3 separate regions of the Mus musculus genome follow, and all the other regions are linked to region 1. Evidence: chromatin contacts called from public HiChIP or PLAC-seq and promoter capture Hi-C data. All regions are on one chromosome and are shown on one strand. Each heading gives the region's core, a stretch centred on a gene start, on an enhancer-like site or on the middle of the called end of the contact. The rest is flanking DNA. Distances are from core to core; before and after follow the strand shown.

Region 1 (4,570 bases), core at 1,440-3,939:
TTAGCCAGACTAGATAATTACTGAGCTGTGGGTTCCCTGAGAAACTTGGTCCTGAAGCTCTCTTGGCAAGGCCACTCTATCTCCGCAGCCCCATTCTGTTGTTGTTATTGTTTTAATTTAAAAATTGGTTTCATTTGCTCATTAATATGTTTGGAGCTGGTGGTGGCAGCCTATGCCTTTATTCCCAGCACTCGGGAGGCAGAGGCAGAGGCAGGAGGAACTCTGTGAGTCTGAGGCCAGCCTGGTTTACAGAATGAGTTGCAGAACAACCAGGGCTATACAGAAAAAACACATCTCAAAAAAAAAAAAAAAAAAAGATAGATAAATATACTCTGCAAGAATACCAAACTTTGGGCTGGAGAGATGGCTCATTGGTTAAGAGCACTGACTGCTCTTCCAGAGGTCCTGAGTTCAATTCCCAGCAACCACATGGTGGCTCACAACCATCTGTAATAGGATCCAATGCTGTCTTCTGGTGTGTGTGAAGACAGCTACAGTGTATACATATACATAAAATAAGTAATTCTTTAAAAAAAAAAAGAGAGCCGGGTGTGGTGCCGCACACCTTTAATCCCAGCACTCGGGAGGCAGAGGCAGGTGGATTTCTGAGTTCGAGGCCAGCCTGGTCTACAAAGTGAGTTCCAGGACAGCCATGGCTACACAGAGAAACCCTGTCTCAGAAAAAAAAAAAAAAAAAAAAAAAAAAGAATACCAAACTTCTAGTCATCTCTCCAGACCCTTATTTTAATTGTATTTATTTATTTTCTCATTTATTTCTTATTTGCTTGAAACAGGGCCTCACTATGTAGTCTTGGCTGGCCAGGCCCTCCCCACTGCTCCCCAAGGATTAAGGATGTGCACTACCAGGTCCAGCTTTTGGTTTTCTTTTGTTTTTTTTAAAGATTTATTTATTATACATAAGTATAGTGTAGCTGCCTTCGGACACAGCAGAAGAGGGCATCAGATCTCATTACAGGTGATTGTGAGCCACCATGTGGTTGCTGGGATTTGAACTCAGGACCTTTGGAAGAGCAGTCAGTGCTCTTACCCACTGAGCCATCTCACCAGCCCGAGGTCCAGCTTAATTGTAGATAGATAGATAGATAGATAGATAGATAGATAGATAGGTAGATAGATAGGTAGATAGATAGTCTTCTGCCTCCCTCATGATGCATAGTGAGTTGGTCTGGTGGTGGGGTTACATCAGGTCTGCAGATCAGTGGATTTTTAGGTGGGTTCTAAGGATTCTAAGTCTCTACCTGTAGAATCCCGCCCCCAACCCCAAGTCTTTTAATCAACGCTGCTAAATATTCAACAGAATAAAAATGTGTGTTCAAACAAATACTTGTAGCCAAGTGTTTCTAGCAGCATTCACTATTCACAATAGTCAAAAGGTGGAAACAACCCAAATGTCCAGCAGCTGAGTGAATAAATAACATTGTAAATGATGCTATTGTTCAGCAATGAGAAAAGAATGAGAAATAATACATTACATGCTGCAACACAATGCAGCTCTTCCTCCCTTCCTCCCTTCCTCCCTGGCTCTCTCTCTCTCTCTCTCTCTCTCTCTCTCTCTCTCTCTCTGAGATAGAGTCTCTGTAGTCCTGGCTGTCCTATGTAAACCAAGCTGGCCTGGAACTCCGAGAGATCTTCCTGCCTCTGCCTCCTGAGTGCTGAGATTAAAGACATGCACCACCAAGCCGGCTCACTCTGCATCTTGAAAACATTATGCTAAGTGAAATAAACCAGACACAAAGTGTCGTACATTGTGGGATTTTATTATTATGAAATACCAAACAAACAAACAACAGCAACAAACCAAACAAACAAGCAAATACTGCCATTATCCCACCAATTAGACCCCGAGTGTTTCTGAGCTAAGCACCTTCCTGGCTCAGCCTCCTGATGTCTGGAATTAGAGGTACACGTCTCCAGAAACTGTACACTGGAAGAGAGTGAATTCAGGGGCCAGCCAGATGGCTCAGTGGGTGAAGGCACCTGCTGTCCAGCTATACAGTCTCGACACGATCCCCGGGACCCACAGTGTGGAAGGAGAGAACTGATTCCTGTAAGCTGTCCTCTAACCATGGCACACACACCATGTCTTCCCAGACCCCCCCCACACACAGAGAGAGATTTAATTCTTTAAAAAAAGGAAGACAGTAAATGTTAGAATATGAGAGTTATATATTCACAAAATAATTTATAAAAATACATACACAAAACAAATTATTGATTACTGTCTGTTAATGTACAAATAAAAGGGTGAGAAGGGTTGGGAATGTAGTTCATTTGCTAAAGTAACTGCCTGGCATGCATATAAACTGGGCATGGTAGCATGTGGCTGTAATCTCAGCTCTCAGGAGAAGGAAGCAGGAGGATCAGGAATTGGAGGCCAGCCTGGATGACACAGTAAGACTGGGTCTCAAAAACAAACCAAAACAAACATCAAGTATTGAGTCTGGAGGGTGGCAACAGGTTCTCACCTGTCATGTGTCACTGAATGTGCCTCAGACACCACGTGTTTAGTGGAACCCCCACCCCCACCCCCAAGAGGTCTTGAAAAACCTTTGACGCCTGGCAACCATCCTCAGACATACTATTGTAGTTAGTCTGTGGTGCAGTGTGGGTACCACACGTTCCCAGGTTGATTCAACACTCGGCAAAATCTGAGCCCTCCGGACTGAGCAAATGGTCGATGAACAACTGTTCTGAGAGCCAAAAGACGAAGCCAGCCAGCTCTGCTCTGACCTCACAGCTATCAGGCCAGATCAGTTCTTGGCAAAGTAAACAAAGCTACAGTCCTTCCCGCTGTTCCCCAAGCCAGACAAACAAACCAGAACGTTCTCTCCCGTTCCTTAAGGGCCACTGCTCTCTCCGTAAACATGTGGTTGATGAGCCATCGCAGCTCTGATGGGGGATGTTCTGCAACGTGTGACCTCCTCCTTTTGCCCCACACTGTCTTGCTGCCTCCGTTTGTCACTAAGGGAGTGACTAAGGAGGAAGCATGCCACTTAACAAACAGATGCCTGCAGGCTTCCGGGCTTCCCTCCCAGGACATTTGTGTTTTCAAAGACCCAAACGGCTACTCTGAGGCACATGTCACCAATTACGGAATCCTAGGGAATAAAGCCCTCTGATGGCTCACTCCTATAACACCTGCAATCCGAAAGCCGAGGGAGAGGACTGCTTCACGTCGTAGACTAGCCTCAGAGTCCAGTAGTGAGTTCCAGGCCTGCCAGGGCTACATAGCATAACCTTGTCTCAAAAAACTGGGCCACTAGTATGGTTTCGTTTGCAAAGACACTTGCCAAACCTGAGGAGCTGAGCTCAATGCCAGGGACCCACATGGTGGAACGAAAGAGCCAACTTCTGCAAGCTGTCCTCAGACTTCATACCTACCCACAAATTGAGTAAATAAATGTAATTTTTTTCTTTTTGTTGTTGTTGTTGTCTTGTTTGTTTCTTGGGAGTATTTCTCTGTGTAGCCTTCTGTCCTGGAACTCACTCTGTAGACTAGGCTGGTCTCAGTCTCAGAGATCAGTGTGCCCCTGCCCCTCTGCCCCTCTGCCCCTCTGCCCCTGCCTAGCACTGGGATTAAAGGCCTGCACCACCACAGCCTGGCATACCCACTCATGATCCCAACTAGGAACTAGATGAGTGTTTCCCCACAGGGGCATCAAGGACATTTGGAGTGAGGTAATTTGTTGTTCTGGTCCATCCTTCCCTCCAATTGCTAAATCCCTGTAGTAGTTAGTAACCAGGAGGCAGGATTCCAAAACTAACCTCATCTGAATACTGCTGTGATAAATATTTTTTTTCTTCTTAGTCTTTTGTTGTTGTTATGTGTTGGTTGGGAGAGAAATGAATATCCTATTCTTTTTTTTTCTCTGTGAACCTTTTCACGATAGTAAGTAGCCTGTGTCTCTTTTTTCCACAGCGAACGCCCTATAGAACAGTGTACAACTTTACTCCACCGGGAGCTGAGTGTACCTGAGCACCCAGAATCCTCCTCACACTGCTACTCTGATACCTGGGGCTCAGCGGCATGGACTAAAGGGGGTGCTGAATCTTCTGCTTTTTGTTCTTGGTTTGTAGGAGAGAAAGATTGCTTGCGTGCATGCGTGTGTGTGAGTATGTGTGTGTGTGTGTGCGCTGGCACGAGTTTGTGCTTTGTTTGCAGTTATTGGGTCAAACCTACAGAGTCTTATGCATGTGTAGCGAGTGTTCCACCCATAAACTGCAGCCCTGACCTCTCCAGTTTTCATGAACTGGAATAATACAGATAAGAAGCTATATATGGTAGAGTTACATCCAGCAACCTCAGAAGCACAAGAGTTTTCTGTCTCTCATGTAATCCTAAAAAACAAGCAGAGGGCGTCAGGCAGGGGGAAAGGCAGGAATGCCTTCAACCAGGAGGAAAAGAAGGTGATACCAAAAATGTTGCAAAGTTATCTCTCAAATACTGCAAAAACAAACAAACAAACAAACAAACAAACAAATAATCATTCCCTAATCCTGATAATCTGACTTTTATCCTCAGAACCCAAAGGTAGAAGAGCAACTACCA
Region 2 (4,570 bases), core at 1,319-3,818, 180 kb before region 1:
ATCCCGGCAAGGTCTGGGCCCGCCTTCTCCAGCCAAGAGCCAGCGTCCACGGAGCAAAGAGCCAGTGGCTGGTTCCTTCCTTCTGGCCTGCGAGGGGGTGGGGCGTCCACCTCCGGACCCTATTGGGAGTTGAGCCGCAAGCACCCTCACCCGCCCCACTCCCTGTGCCTTCCAACCACCTTCCTGAGCCCTTCTTTCCTTCCCTGGCGGCCAGATGACAGCTAAAGAAACTGAAGTACAAGGGAAGCAGTCAGCACCAGAGTTACAAACTGGATCTCGGGGTTAAAATGGGGTCCCCAGACATCTCCACAAGTTGGCTTCACAGCTAAGGGTGTGGGCGGTTTCCCTTGCCGAACTCATCCCAGTCTGCATTCTTCCACCCACCCTGGATGTAGGTGGTTTAGACTCCAGGCCTCTGAGGACCAACAGCCTCAGTCAGCTGTGTGGGCCAATTCTCATGAGGGAACGAAAGTAAACAAAGGTGCAGGCAGCTCACAGAACGCACATTCCCCCACCCAAGGTCTCCAAGATTAACAAGAGTCATAAAAGAGAAAGTGCCACATTATGCCCGCCCGCCCCCCCCAAGGCAGGAAAGGTTCCTGTGACAGTTGGCTATCCAACTTTGTGAATTATACAAGTATGTTAGTCTCCTGCCTGTGACTACTGCTCTACTCCACCGCTAACTGCTGCTAAGGGAGAGAGGCACAGCGGCCTGCTCTTCATCCAAGACGCAGCCCCTTCTATCAACACCAGACTTCACAGTTCGTGAACTCTTCAAAGACAGTGTGGATTAAACTGCCTGGGTCTGAGTCCTGCCTCCACCACTTAGCAGCTAGGTGAACTGTGTGTTTGGAGTTCGGGTCTATAAAATGTGGTCAATGCTGAAACCACTTGGTTGGAGTGCTGTGGCGAGGAAGAAGTAAATGCCGGTGCAGACACTGTTTGCTGGCCCTGTCGTGGGTTAGGACTGAGCCCCTGTGTCTAACAGAAGCCCAGTCCTCAGGCTTCCGGAAGGTTCTCCAGATTTGGCCTCCTGGGGCCGACTTCAGTGTGAGTGACCAGCTTCCCTGACGTGGTGATGCAGCTGGGGTCCAGGGAACAGTCCAGTGACCCGGTCTTAAAGCAGTGCTGTATAAACTTGACCAGAATGATCCAGAATGATCATCAGGAGGGCTTGTCTAAACAGGTTGTTGCGGGGCTGGGGCTGTGTTGCTTCTGTTGATAAAGAGCCAGTTGTGCAAGCATGAGGACCTGAGCCCAAGCCCCGGAACACATGTTTAAAAACACAATTCTGGACATGGTGGTAAATGCCTGGAATCTGAGGAATGAGCAAGTAGAGACAGGAGGGTCCCTGGGCATACTGGTCAACCCGTCTAGCCAAACCGGCCAGCTCCGGGTTCAGTGAAGGACCTAGTCTCAAAAACTAAGGTAGAGAAACCATTGAAATGGCTCAGTGGGCAAAGACTCTTACTGAAGAACCTAACACACTGAGTTCAGTCTCTGGAACCTTACAGCAAATGGAGAGAACCAACTCTCAGAAGCTGTCCTCCCCACTACATACATACAAACATACAAACATACATACATACAAACATACATACATACATACATACATACATACATACATACATACATTATTTAAGACCTAAGTTAGAGGGTGACACAGAAAGACAGCCAATGCTGACATCTGGCTGCCACACATGCACACACACACATATGTGCACATACACATATATGCACATACACACAAATAATGTGCACACACATACACACGCACACAGGTGAGCACACACACACACATGCACACACACAAGTGTTGATTTTCCCATCCTACTCCAGTGAGTTTGTGACTCAGCAGTGATTTCTATCTACTTCACACAAGTTTTCAGTCGAAGCTCACGCTGGGAGCACACCCTCTTTCCTGGTCTCACAGTGCTAAATGCCTTCCCCAGACCAGGCATGGGGCCCAGGGCCAGAATACCAAAATACCCAAAATACCCTGGCAAGGCTGGAGGGTATCCTCAGCCACACCTCCCTTCCTAGGAACTTTGTTTGTCTTGAAGTGTGGAGACCCCTGAGCTGCAGGCTACTGAGGCCTTCCCAGAGTCAGGCTGGGACTACAGACGTTAAACAGCCAAGCAGTGCTTTGCCTGCCTCAGGAAGTGAAAATCTAACGAGGGGAACGGAAGTGAGCAGAGTACACTTGAGACTGGGACCATCTTAGGGACAAGATGCTGGAAGGAATGAGGGATGCCAGGGCTTCTCAGTGTAATTTAAAAGCGAGACAGACGAGGAAATGCTGCCCAACTGTTTACAAACTAATGGATGGATGAGAATGAGCCCTCTCATGTCATGAGCTCACTATGTCTCCCCCATGTGGGGGTCTTCTTTTCACAGACAACCAGGAGAACGGAGGAGGGAAGCCAGAAGGCAGCAGCAAAGCCCGGAAGGAGAGGACAGCCTTCACCAAGGAGCAGCTACGGGAGCTGGAGGCAGAGTTTGCCCACCACAACTACCTGACCCGGCTCCGGAGATATGAGATTGCAGTCAACCTGGACCTTTCTGAGCGGCAGGTGGGGCCTGGGTGCTTGCGCTGCTGTCTTCTCGCCTCCCTTCCCAGTCACCCCTGCCTGCCCCCCCCCCCTTTACCCAGCCACAGCGGTACCGAAGACCACCCCATGGAGAGTTATCAGAATTCCACCGATGGAGAATCTGTAATTGATCTGGGAGGGAGCCCAGTTTTCCAACGGTCCCCCGGGGTACTTCTCATGTGAACAAGAACTGGGACATGTGTGGTCTGATTTCCCTCAAACTTGAATCAGCATTTGCCTCAGAGTCACCAAGGCAATTGTTTACATGGGAATTGTGCAAGCCCTGTTGTCAAGGAGACAGGGCATGTAAGGGGGGTGGGGGAAGCCCAGAGTAATTGTCAGAGACTTTCCACCTCTGCCCACATCCAGAGAGTAGGCAGGCCTTAGTGCGGACCTGTGTGGTCCCTGGATCCTTATGGGGTATCAACAAGTGAGGGTTCCAGATCTTGAGCAACGTGGCGAGGGGGTGACCCTAACCCTGGAGAGACCTGATCCTTTTGCTTCCTCTTTCAGGTCAAAGTCTGGTTCCAGAACCGGAGGATGAAGTGGAAACGTGTGAAGGGGGGTCAGCCTGTGTCCCCACAGGAGCAGGACCGAGAGGATGGGGACTCTGCAGCTTCTCCAAGTTCAGAGTGAGATGCTCCAAAGACCAAAACCAAGAAAGACTGAAGGAACCCCCTCTCCAGTTCCCACCACCCGGTCCCACCCTCTCACATCTCTGGACCCACCCAGGGCAGCCTGCACACACTCTAAGGTGTGAAGTTGCCCAGTATGTGGGAGCCTTGAATTTCCCAGAAGGCTTAGCTCAGCGTCCTTACATCTCAGCAGCCCCTTCCCCAGGCCTTCAACTTCCCACTCTCTCTTGAACTCCAAAGGACTGGGAAACTATAGAAACAGAGCCTGGGGCCCTCTTTTCTGGGTCTCTTGGCTACTACCCACACCTAGCATCCCCCTCTTACATCAGGGTCTCCTCTGGGTCTGGCCCCATCTGGCCTATGCAGAATCCATTCCTTGGTACCAGCTGGTGACTTGTAAAAGCAAACCTCTCTCCAGATGTTCACACCGTTGAGTTGAAGGTTAGGAAGTGGCTCCTGTGTCTAAGGACGGAGAGGATAGCACAAGAGCTGATGGATGAGGACTGAGATACGTGGACCTTGGAAGTAGAACGTTCTCAGGCTGCAGCGTCTTGTGTTCTCCAAGGACTCTGACTGCAGATAAGGACAGGAAAACAACCCATCTTCCTCCATGGGATGCATTTGGACCTATCCTGCGTGTTCCGGAAAAAGCTTTGTGGGAAGACCTCCCAGGTTCACACACATGCGCAGCTCAGATCTCAGACCCAACTTCTGAGGATGCTCCTGTGAGGACTGGTGGGAAAACAGCCTCAGGCAACAGTCTCCTTGGAAGAGACCCCTGTGTGCCTCAGTATTAGATGGTGGATCTCCCAGATCCTGCTGATGTTGCAGAAGGAGGGTCAGCAAGTATTTGAATTTCTTGCATGGAGATCTGATTGTGAGTGTTTAAAAATAACCCCAGTTCCCTTCCCCACCCCATCAAGACAGAAGCTGTGGAAAATGATTGTCAAATGAGATGGCAAGTTAGAGCATGTATCAGTTTTCCCCTACAGCATATTTCATATGTTTTTTTTTCCTAAGATTACATCAAGCTAATTGTGCAAGGTCAATTCACTTTGTAAGAAAACTCTCAGAGAAATAAATCAACAAAAAAATGCAGTTTCCAGCCTTTTTCCTTATAGATTTCAGAGTCATGGCTCTCATGTGTAATGCTGACGCTCGTCTAATGATTATCCAGACAATGTCTAGAAGGAAAGAGAGAAAGGAGGGAAGTCACCTAGACCAAAGCGCCCTCTCACAGGTTCTTCAGGAGATGGGTATGGGGCTGGAGAGATGGCTCAGTGGCTAGGATGTTCTCAGCAGGGACATCAGCGCACAACTGCCTGTAACTCCAACATCAGGGGG
Region 3 (4,570 bases), core at 907-3,406, 160 kb after region 1:
TTTGTTTTCCAGTTCCTGGGATTGAACTGAGGGCCTCTTCATGGTCGGCTGCGTTACACGTACAGTCCCAACCTACCTGGGTGAATTTTAGTTATGTGAAGCTTCTTCCTCTGTATGTTAATAGGAAACGAATCCTATAGGCACACTCTACTGCTGAGTTACACGTGCAGCCCATGCAGTTAGTTCTTAATGATAACTGATTAGAACTAAAAACTGTTACTTGGAGCTTTTATCGCTGCTATTGGGAGACAGATCCAAGGAGATTTCTGAATTGGAGGTCAGCCTGGTTTATGTAGCAAATTTCTGGACAGCCAGGGCTACATAAAGATCCTGTCTAAAACCAAAATAAAAATAAATACATATCTACCTACCTACCTAGAAAAAAATAAAACAAAAGTTATTCCTTGGGGTGGGTGCAGGATAAGGCGCTCAGTCCTCAGATCTCCTGCACTGAGATTCCTTCTGTCCCTCAATTATGAGTGGCAGCTTTGTTTTTATTCTCAAGGTGGGGTCTTGTGATGTTCAGAGTGGTCTCCAAGTCCCATGTTCATGTCGTCTTCCTATCTCGGCCTCCCAAGTATCTGGAACTGCCAATATGCACTACTATACCTGACTCTGTGGCAGGCCCTTGTGGTGTTTGCTAGTCCTTGATGTGTGTGTATCCATGTGGGGGAAGTTGTTTTGTTTTGTCTTGCTTTTTGCTTGTTTGTTTGTCCCCCCCACCCCCTCCCCACACATACACAGGCTTTCTCTCTGTGTAGCCCTAGCTGTCTTGGAACTGGCCCTGTAGACATGATTGACCTTGAACTCACAGATCTACCTGCTTCTGCCTGTTTTGTTTGTTGGTGTTAAAAGCCTAGGTCAGGACTGGCTGGCCGGCTCTTTTTACAAAAATTAAATGTGACTGTAATATTTTTTAAGTGCTGAAATGGGTACCTAGTAGTTCTGGTTTTTTTTTTCCCCCCAAATCCAAATCTAAATGCTGTTCCCAGTGACTCATCCTGTTAAAACTCAAAAGTACAGATACGCAGTAGGCTGAAAATACTGTGTGGCACGAAAAGTGTTTAAAACATTTGAATTTTGTAGTAAACATTTACTCTTATCAGAAGCTAGAAGAGAAACATTTTAATTTTTTTTTCCATTTTCATTCCTATTCATCTCCAAGCTCTTCCTACAACAGTCACTACCTTTTTACATATGGGAGTTTTCATCTGTTCAGAGTTGGTGTTTACAGTGTGTTTATATAGCTTGGATCATAATTACCATACTGAAATATAATTATTTCAGAATTGAGTCAGTGGTGAGAATGAAAGCCATCTGGTATCATGACTCAATCCAATTTCTCTTTTACTAAGAACTTCCTTTGGTGTCTAGCCTGTCTCAGAAGCAGTAACAGAGCAGTCTCCTCTGTGGACATTGGATTCTCACAGTGACCCCAGAAGACTGCCAAGGGGGACTAAGTTCAGGTAGACAGCTTGGCTCGAGGTTGTTCTGCTCCTGTAGACAGAGCTGGTAGTAGGAGCCAGCCTTCAGGCTTAGTCAGGTGTGGTCGTTGCCCTCTGCACCGTCAGGACCCCTCTGACCACAAGTCCTACATTACTAAGCCCCTTTGGGCGGGCTTTTCCCTCCCAGCCTTTCCCGTGATCCTGTTCTACATGTAACAAAAGGACTGTGTTTCTCTCACACTAGCAAGTCATCTCTTTAGTGTCTTACATGGCCGTTACCGCTAGAACTCAGTGTCTGTATCGCACACAGAATAAAGTAAAGACAATAGATGAGTTTCCTGCCTGCCTGGGCTCCCAGCTACCTCTGTCCTCTACTGCAGGCCTCCATGATGCCCTCTCAGAGTGGCTGGCATGCGCTACCACCAGGCACAGTCCTGCTCAGCTTCACTTCTCCGCTGTGCTGTCTCTGCTCGTCTCCAGTGATTGCAGTTTGTCCCTTATGACTCAGCTGTCCTCTGCCGTCACTTCCTTGTTTGTGTATTTTTTGTGCCGTTCTATATAGACCTGCTCATGTGCACTGCGCTGTGTCCTTTTGTCCTATTTAGTTTTTCCTTCTAGCACATTTCTTCCTTCTAGATGATAAGTTTGTGCAGCTCATTTTCCTATTTTATTTGTGCAAATGCTTGAACTTGTCCTACTCAGTTTTAAAAAGTCAAGTCAATCCCAATCCATGCCAACACAGCGCTGTGAGGTGGGCTGTCAAGATGGCTCAGCAGGTAAAGGCACTTACCACCTGACAGCCTGCGTTTGATCCTTAGGACGCACAGATTGTTCTCTGGCTTCCACATGTGCACCGTGGCAAGTGCACACACTCACACATCGCCCAGTACATACACAGTACAAAAGTACATTCTTTTAAGTACTGTGAGGCAATCAAAAATATATACACTAGGCTTCACATAACCATGGCTAGGGTACATACACTCCAAGATCTCTAAAGGGTGTCTTGTAACCTCAGATAATACTGAACCCTGCATACACTATGGTGTTTTCCCCTCCCCCTCTCTCAATGCATACATACCTTTGATGAACTTTTACCTTTTCATTTAAAGGAGCATTTTATGCCCTTGCTGTGGTATGTCTAAATTGCCAGCTTGATATGGTGGCATATACCTAGAATACCAGGATTTCAGAACTGAGTCATGAGGGTCTGTGAGTTCAAAGCCAGCCTGAGTTACATAGTGACACAGAATCTGTGGGGTGGGGTGGAGTGGGGTGACTGGCATCATTGCTTGTTAGCTCTGGGGCCATAGTAAGTCGAATTTAATGTTACTCGAACACAGACACTTTTATAGCCTAGCACCCGATTTCGTGGCAAACTTCTACTGATCTGTTAGCAGTTATGAGTACAGCCTGGATACACTGGACTAAAGCAGAGCTAGGCTGGGTTTAGTACCCAGTAACACATAAAGGTGTTTAACACTGCACAAAGGGATGATGATTCAGATTCTGGGGGGATGGAGTAATACTGACTAAAAATCTTCTACATTTAAAAACTCATGGATGTGCCAGTGGGATGGCTCACTGGCCAATGCACCTAAGGCACAAGCCTGGTGACCTTAGTTGGTAACACTCATAGCCAATTAAAAGGCAAGCAAGTAAAAACTTACAATGGGCTGGAGAGGTAACTTAGTGGTTAAAAGCACTTGCTGCTCTTTCAGAGGACGCAGGTTCAGTTTCTAGCACCTTCATCAGGTTGCTCACAACAGCCTGTAGTTTCAGGGAATCTGACACCCTCTTCTGGCTCCCAAGGACATTGCATAAATGTGGTGCCCACTATACCCACAGGCACAAGTCCTCACAAAAGTCAGTCTTTTTCTTTTCTTTTCTTTTTTAAATTATAACTGAGGGAAAGCTTGCTATAAAGCAAACCTTTCGGGGGACTGGAGTGATGACTCAACAGTTAAGAGCACTGAATGCTCTTCCAAAAGGTCCTGAGTTCAAATCCCAGCAACTACATGGTAGCTCACAAGCATCCGTAACAAGATCTGATGCCCTCTTCTGGTGTGTCTGAAGACAGCTACAATGTACTTACATACGATAAAATAAATACATCTTTAAAAAAGCAAACCTTTCTGTCTTTTTTTTTTTATGGGTTTTGTGTGTGTGTGTCTGTCCATATCAAGGTATGTCACATGTGTTTAGGTTCCTAGATAGCCCAGGAAAATGTATCAGGTCCTCTAGAATATAGCTCCTGACAGTTGTGAGCTACATGATGTGAGTGCTGGGGACTGGTCAGGTCCTCTGCAGGACTAGCAAGTGCTCTTGACTGCTGAGCCATCTCCCATCTTTTCAGCCACTGGTTTGACTGGGGATGGAGGGTTCTGGAGGGTGGCCTTGAACTTTCAGTATGTCCAGGATGACCCAAATTCATTCTCCTTCTTCTATTTCTCAAGTTCTGGAATTGTGGGACTACACTACCACACTAAGGACAATTTGTGTGTGTGTGTGTGTGTGTGTGTGTGTGTGTGTGTGTGTTTGTGGAGTTTAGTTAAGATTCAGGATATGCGTTGGAAATGATGCCTGACAGTGAAAATAACCAATGTGAGAGAAATATCAGTTGTCAAGCCAGGGCCTTGAACTTGGTTGGGAGGTGCTCTGCTGTTGAGCCTCATTCCCAACCTAGAGCTAATCTTATAGATGCTGGCAGTAATCCAGAGCAGTGAGGAGACCGGTATTTCTGTCTGCTTTCTGAATGCTTGATGAAAGGATCTTTTGTTTTGTTTCCTTTGAGACGGGGTCTCATTGTGGAACCCTGACAGGTCTTGAACTCTCAGAATCTATCTGCTTCCTTTCTGCCTCTCCAGGGGTGGAGGCACCAGCACACCCACAGGATCAAATTTTCTCCTCTGATCTTTGTTCCTAGCAAGGCAGACCTTTGATACTGAATTATTCTAACTTTCTTTTTTTTTTTTTTTTTTTTTTTTTGGTTTTTCAAGACAGGGTTTCTCTGTAGTCTTGGCTGTCCTGGAACTCACTTTGTAGACCAGGCTGGCCTCGAACTCAGAAATCCACCTGTCTCTGCCTCCCAAGTACTAGGATTAAAGGCGTGCGCCACCACTGCC

What was found. Promoter capture Hi-C pulls out the DNA fragments that hold promoters and counts their contacts. HiChIP or PLAC-seq counts read pairs in DNA pulled down with a chosen protein or histone mark.
Region 2: a contact with region 1 is called in a promoter capture Hi-C map of liver, with 2.8 times the contacts expected there. The contact joins two enhancer-like sites. A contact is called at or near these places in 1 of 39 promoter capture datasets (liver), 1 of 484 Hi-C or Micro-C datasets (granulocyte-monocyte progenitors) and 1 of 115 datasets of contacts at active chromatin or transcription factors (pancreatic cancer cells).
Region 3: a contact with region 1 is called in an HNF4G HiChIP or PLAC-seq map of pancreatic cancer cells. The contact joins two enhancer-like sites. A contact is called at or near these places in 2 of 115 datasets of contacts at active chromatin or transcription factors (embryonic stem cells and pancreatic cancer cells) and 1 of 9 other capture datasets (pancreatic islet).

What each region holds. Positions count from the first base shown.
Region 1 is chr11:101,698,925-101,703,494 of GRCm38.p6, reverse strand. No RefSeq gene overlaps it. Among named protein-coding and RNA genes, the nearest start is that of Gm39391, 5.0 kb to the right of the region's middle. Within about 2 kb of position 2,689, at least 120 of the 459 cell types and tissues checked have an H3K27ac peak or open chromatin away from gene starts, as enhancers often do. A contact at or near this core is called in liver and pancreatic cancer cells, where this site is marked.
Region 2 is chr11:101,877,264-101,881,833 of GRCm38.p6, reverse strand. Meox1 (mesenchyme homeobox 1) reads left to right here. Exons shown (of 3, transcript NM_010791.3): 2 at 2,398-2,573; 3 at 3,105-4,324. The coding sequence ends at 3,227. Among named protein-coding and RNA genes, the nearest start is that of Meox1, 15 kb to the left of the region's middle. Within about 2 kb of position 2,568, at least 30 of the 459 cell types and tissues checked have an H3K27ac peak or open chromatin away from gene starts, as enhancers often do. A contact at or near this core is called in liver, where this site is marked.
Region 3 is chr11:101,541,052-101,545,621 of GRCm38.p6, reverse strand. All of the region lies in intron 2 of Brca1 (breast cancer 1, early onset), which reads left to right. Among named protein-coding and RNA genes, the nearest start is that of Brca1, 8.6 kb to the left of the region's middle. Within about 2 kb of position 2,156, at least 66 of the 459 cell types and tissues checked have an H3K27ac peak or open chromatin away from gene starts, as enhancers often do. A contact at or near this core is called in pancreatic cancer cells, where this site is marked.